2 separate regions of the Macaca mulatta genome follow, and region 2 is linked to region 1. A link is a contact called in public Hi-C data. All regions are on one chromosome and are shown on one strand. The core of a region is the stretch at or near the end of the contact, and the rest is flanking DNA. Distances in the headings are between cores, read along the strand shown.

Evidence for each region. Hi-C and Micro-C count contacts between places; a contact is called where the count stands out from the background.
Region 2: a contact with region 1 is called in a Hi-C map of liver, with 1.8 times the contacts expected there. The contact joins the promoter of SURF6 here to the promoter of STKLD1 in region 1. A contact is called at or near these places in 2 of 14 Hi-C or Micro-C datasets (fetal cortex germinal zone and liver).

Annotation. Positions count from the first base shown.
Region 1 is chr15:9,148,348-9,151,175 of T2T-MMU8v2.0, forward strand. It overlaps STKLD1 (serine/threonine kinase like domain containing 1), which reads right to left and starts at 1,356. Exons shown (of 17, transcript XM_077967235.1): 1 at 1,076-1,356. The coding sequence starts at 1,162. It overlaps SURF4 (surfeit 4), which reads left to right and starts at 1,533. Exons shown (of 6, transcript NM_001377196.1): 1 at 1,533-1,715. The coding sequence starts at 1,668.
Region 2 is chr15:9,189,459-9,192,286 of T2T-MMU8v2.0, forward strand. It overlaps SURF6 (surfeit 6), which reads left to right and starts at 1,442. Exons shown (of 5, transcript NM_001194177.2): 1 at 1,442-1,613. The coding sequence starts at 1,520. It overlaps LOC144334990 (a long non-coding RNA gene), which reads left to right. Exons shown (of 3, transcript XR_013405335.1): 3 at 470-609.

The DNA of each region.
Region 1 (2,828 bases), core at 106-2,605:
TGGAGTGCAATGGTGCTATCTCGGCTCACCACAACCTCTGCCTCCTGGGTTCAAGCAATTCTCCTGCCTCAGCCACCCGAGTAGCTGGGATTACAGACATGCGCCACTACGCCCGGCTAATTTTGTATTTTCAGTAGAGACAGGGTTTCTCCACGTTGGTCAGGCTGGTCTCGAACTCCCAACCTCAGGTGATCCGCCCGCCATGGCCTCCCAAAGTGCTGGGATTACAGGCGTGAGCCACCGAGCCTGGCCGGGGACTGCTGTTCTAAGCCACAGGGGGCTGAGGGCAGAGCTGGTGTGAGAGCGTGCAGGCTTAGGCAGCAAGTTAAACAGTAAAATGGACCCATATCTTAGAACAAGTCTATTTTTTTTCCAAAAGCAGGTATATTCCTGAAAGGTCTATTTTTTTTTTTCCCTGAAAAGTAACTTTATTTAAAAAATTATCTGGCCACCAGAAGCTCATCTGCGTCACTGCTGGCAACGCCCTATAGTCCTCTCACACACAGACAATTCTTCCCAAGTGACAAAAATCTAATCCGCAAACTGTTTCCAAGCGAATGCGGTTTTCACAAATGCTGAATCTAACATTTAATAAAGTTTACATATCATGTATAGAAGCATTTAATTAAACATTCACTTTTATTTTGCAGCTTTCCTTTTGTGTTTTGTAAATTTTATAGGTCTCAAATATTTTCAAAGACCCACATTGCAGGGGTGTTTTTAGGGGACTGGGGGCTCCCAATTACGTATTCGGGATGTTCCCGGGGGGCCTGCCTCGGTGGACCCAAGCGCCCAAACCCCGGGCACAAAGGATAGAGGAGCTGCCCCACGCCCTCAAATACTCAGCCAGGGCTGGAAAATCCTTAGTCAATTCACAAAGGGGAAAACTGAGTGGCAAAGGGCACCCAGGAGGTCACCGTTGGAGGCCCCCCGGGTTCAACCTAGGAGCTGGAGGCCAACACTAGCTAGGGCGCGGGTCCCTCGCCGCCCTTGGTCGGAACCGCCGGCCGCAGCTCCAGGGTTGGCGACCGTTACCCCACGGAGCCCCCGCCTCCCCGCAGGGAACACTCGGCACCTGGTACTTGTCCATGGGCTCTCCGGGGTACCCTGGGCCTCGCTCCCCCTGCGTGGGGCGCCTGCCATCGGACTCTGGCCCAAGCATGTTCAGTAGCTACCGCGTACGGGCGAGCGTCCACCCCTGACCCCACCCCGTGTGGGTCAGTGGGACCCGCGGGACCCTCCCCGCCCGAACGGCGTCCTCGAGGCATCCAAGCGTCCCTCCTGCGAGCTGGCCCCAGACCCCCCCAGGCCTGCCCCCTTAAAGGGGAGGCGTTCCGCCAGGCCGGGAGGTGCCGCAGGGCCTGCGCGCGGTGGGAGGGGTCTCCAGCGTGAGAGGCGTGGCGTCGAGCGCGGCGGGGGTGGCTTCGAGCGGACCGGTCGGGAGGCTGGGGACGGTGCATGGCCCCTTTAAGACGCGCCGGGGCGGACCCGGGCGGTGCGCGGCCCCTTTAAGGCTTGGCCTACGTGGCAGCCGCTGGAGCCGCAGCCGACGCGGAGCGAGGCCGGCCGCCGGGCACTTCCTGTGGAGGCCGCAGCGGGCGCGGGCGCCGACGGGCGAGGGCCAGCGAGCGAGCGAGCCGAGCCGAGCCGAGCCTCCCGCCGTCGCCATGGGCCAGAACGACCTGATGGGCACGGCTGAGGACTTCGCCGACCAGGTGCGGCCTGCGGGCCCCTCCCCCGGTCCCGACCCAGGCCGCCCGGGCCGCTCCGGAGTCGGCCTCCCCGCGAAGGGCGCCAGGCCCGGGCCGCCCCCCGACTCCTTGTTCCCACAGAGGGGCTCACCGCCCGGGCCCTCCGCCCCGGCCTGGACACCCCCAAACCCGGCCTGCGGGCCCGGTCTCCCCTGCCCGCCGGGCTGCTCCCGGAGCCCGGGCCTGGGCGCCCTGCCTGGCCAGCCGCCCCCACCCTCCAGCCTGCCCGGGGCGCGGGCTGTGGGGGTTTCCTCGCGGGCCGGTGGCGCGAGTCCTAGGGTTGGGTCGGGTCTGAGGCTCGCGGGGAGCGCCTCGGCGTTTGGAGCTGCTGGGGGTTCCCCACACGTTTTTTCTCTCAGTGGGTCTCCCGGAGGCGGGCTGGGAGCTTGGGGACGAACGGGGGCCGGGGGTCCTCCCAGAGGAAAGGGGGCGCGCTGGCGTGCGCCCCAGCTGCAGGATGCCACAGCACTTTTTCTCTTTCCCAGATGTGCTGGACTCTTGGGGTCCCTTTGACCCTGTCTGCATCTCTCCCTCGCCGTTTGGACTCTGCCCTGGGCTGGATTGAGTGGGGACCTGTACACAGCCCGGGAGGAGGGGAAGCTTATCTCCCTGATAGTTTCCTTCCAGCAGTGTCCAGGTGGCATTCTGAGCAACAGGGAAGCCCTTGAAACAGGCGGTTGGGTAACTGTTGAGAGCATTCGGAAACAGGGTGGACAGGATCCGATCCTACAAAGTGAAGGGACACGCAACTCCCTTCCGTCTTTCTTGATTAAGCTTGGCAAAAAAAAAAAAAAAAAAAAAAAAGGTGGTGCTGGTTACACAGATTTATGCCTTTTACTTCTAAAAGAATCCCGTTATGTCGACAGATTAACAGCGTTATCCCCGCAGGGAGAGCCTTCTGTGGCACACTTGCCGTTCTTTCCTCGGTTTACTTAATGTGTTTGTGTGGCTTTGCTAGAGTTTTAAGTAGTGATGGTTAAATTTTTAAATTTTTCTGGAGGTGGTAGTGAGTCATCAAACCCTGAGGCCTAGACTTATTGGAAGGCTTGTGTATGTGTGGTTTAAAAAAAAAAAAAG
Region 2 (2,828 bases), core at 192-2,691, 41 kb after region 1:
TATGTTGCCCAGGCTGGTTTCCAACTCTAGGGCTCAAGTGATCCTCCCACCTTGGCCTCCCAAAGTGCTGGGATTACAGGCGTGAGCCACTGTGCCCGGCCAAAAAAATTTTTTTAAATCACCTCATGGCAGAAGTTAGGGGAAGAAAGTTTAGTTCTGTTTCAAATACAACAGTTCTTACTGTTTCTAATATATATATATTAGCAGCCACGTTTTCAAATTGTAATTTAAGACTCAAGTTCTCCCTTCTCGACCAACAGGGTGGCCCTGGAAGGGGCTCTGGGTCCTTAACGAGCCTGTAATTTTCCAGTGCAGGAACTGGGGTGTGGTGGTCCCAAGCCTCAGACCATGACCTCTCCTTTCTCCTGCCCCTAGTGAGTTATTATAAAGGCCACATCTTGTGTTAAATATCGTAGTGTGGGCCGGGCACAGTGGCTCATGCCTGCAATCCCAGCACTATGGGAGGCAGAGGTGGGTGGATCACCTGAGGTCAGGAGTTCCAGACCAGCCTGGCCAATATGGTGAAACCCCGTCTCTACTAAAAATACAAAAATTAGGCCGGGCGCGGTGGCTCACGCCTGTAATCCCAGCACTTTGGGATGCCGAGGCGGGCGGATCACGAGGTCAGGAGATCGAGACCATCCTGACTAACACGGTAAAACTCCGTCTCTACTAAAAAATACAAAAAATTACCCGGGCGTGGTGGCGGGCGCCTGCTACTCGGGAGGCGGAGGCAGGAGAATGGCGTGAACCCGGGAGGCGGAGGTTGCAGTGAGCCTAGATCTCGCCACTTCACTCCAGCCTGGGCAATAGAGCGAGACTCCTTTCCCGGGGCGGAGGGAAGATCGTAGTGTGTAAGTCTATTTTTCAGAGCAAAAGTCACTGCGCAGGGGCTCTTCCTTGAACACGCCGGCTCCCTCCCGCCCAACACTTCTCCCTTTTCCCCTGGGGCTTTCTTTGGCGCTGCCCTCACCTGACAGTCACACGCTTGCCAGGTTTATCAGCCACCTCTACGGCAGACACTAGCCAAGAGCACATCTGTGTGTGTGACACACTGCTTGTGTCCCCTAGGACTGAACCTAGGGCCTGCCACGTGCCAGGCGCTCAGTCTGCGTCCGCCTGAGACCGGAGGCCCCCCACTCCAAAGGACTGAATGAATGTACTGCTGGTCATTCACTCATTTCGCCCCTACTCAGGAGGGCCTGCTGCGCCGGGTGTAGGGGTGAGGGGAGCGCAGGGACACGTGCGGGACCCGGGTGATGGAGGCGCTGAGGCCCGGCCTCGGGGTCCCCGGCTGCACCCACTCCCGGCGGAGATTGGCTGCCCTCGGCCCACAATACTGTGCTCTCCGCCCCGCGCGCCGCTTCCGGCGGAGTCAGGCCTGACTAATCGAGCGCTCGGGCTGGCGGCTCGGCGCTCGTCTGGCGGCGCCTGCCCGTGTGGTGGTTTCCGGCGGACGTGGTGAGAGTCGCACGCGCAGCCGGGAAGGTGTGAGTTGTGAACGGCTCGGGTCTCCGCCATGGCCTCTCTACTTGCCAAGGACGCCTACCTGCAGAGCCTGGCCAAGAAGATCTGCTCCCATTCGGGCCCGGAGCAGCAGGCGCGCACGCGGGGTAACGCACATGGCCGGGCTGGGACTGAGGGGCCTGCGAAACGGGGAGGCGGCCGGAGCCGGTGTAGACGAGTCCGTAAAGTACTGGAAAAAAAAATCTAAGTGACTTGTGAAATTACCGCCGTTTCCCTTGCTTTTTTTTTTTTTTTTTGGAGACAGAGTCTCGCTCTGTCCCCCAGGCTGGAGTGCAGTGATGAGATCTCGCCTCACTGCAAGCTCCGCCTCCCGGATTCAAGAGATTCTCCTGTCTCAGCCTCCAGAGTAGCCGGGATTACAGGCGCGCGTCACCACGCCCAGCTAATTTTTGTATTTTTAGTAGAGAGGGGGTTTAGTAGAGACAGGAGTAACGGTCAGTCAGTGGGAAAAGACCCTTTCAGTCCCTTCATTACGGACATGGTGCGGTGTGGGGAGGAGGAGGATGGCAGAGGGCTCCTGCCCTTAGGGTTCTCATGGCCTGGTGACCAGGCTGCACAAGGGAAGTAGACAATCGGGCGGGGAAGCCGACAGCGGGGACTTGTCAGTGCTGTCTGGGCCCAGGAGGAGAGGAGAGCAGCAGCGTCTCTGGACCCACCAGAGGTTAAACAGGGTTTCCTTTTTATTCAAGGACGGTATATCGGTGATAGCAAATCCAAAATCTTGTGACTTTTCTCATTACTCAGTATGTCTTCCGTCTGTCTTTCTCATCCTTTTTCAAGTTTTTTTTTTGTTTCCATTTATTAAAACAATTCAGCTCCTACTTTACATACTGATTTCTCCCATTTAAAAAGTAAACATTGTCCTGGCATGGGGCCTCACGCCTGTAATCCCAGAACTTTGGGAGGCCGAGGCAGGCGGATCACAAGGTCAGGAGATCGAGACCATCCTGGCCAACATGGTGAAACCCCGTCTCTACTAAAAATACAAAAATTAGCCGGGCACAGTGGTGGACGCCTGTAATCCCAGCTACTCAGGAGGCTGAGGCAAGAGAATCGCTTGAACCCGGGAGGTGGAGTTTGCAGTGAGGAGAGATCATGCCATTGCACTCCAGCCTGGGCAACACAGCGAGACTCTGTCTCAAAAAAAAAAAAAAAAAAAAAAAGTAAACCTTACCCCCAGCAGCTAAAATGAAAGCCCTTGTCATTGTGTTTGATGGCAACATGGTAGCTTATTGTGAAGCAGGGTCAGAAATTGTTAGTAGAGGTGGATATTCAGGTTTTTCTAATTTTTCACTCAAATA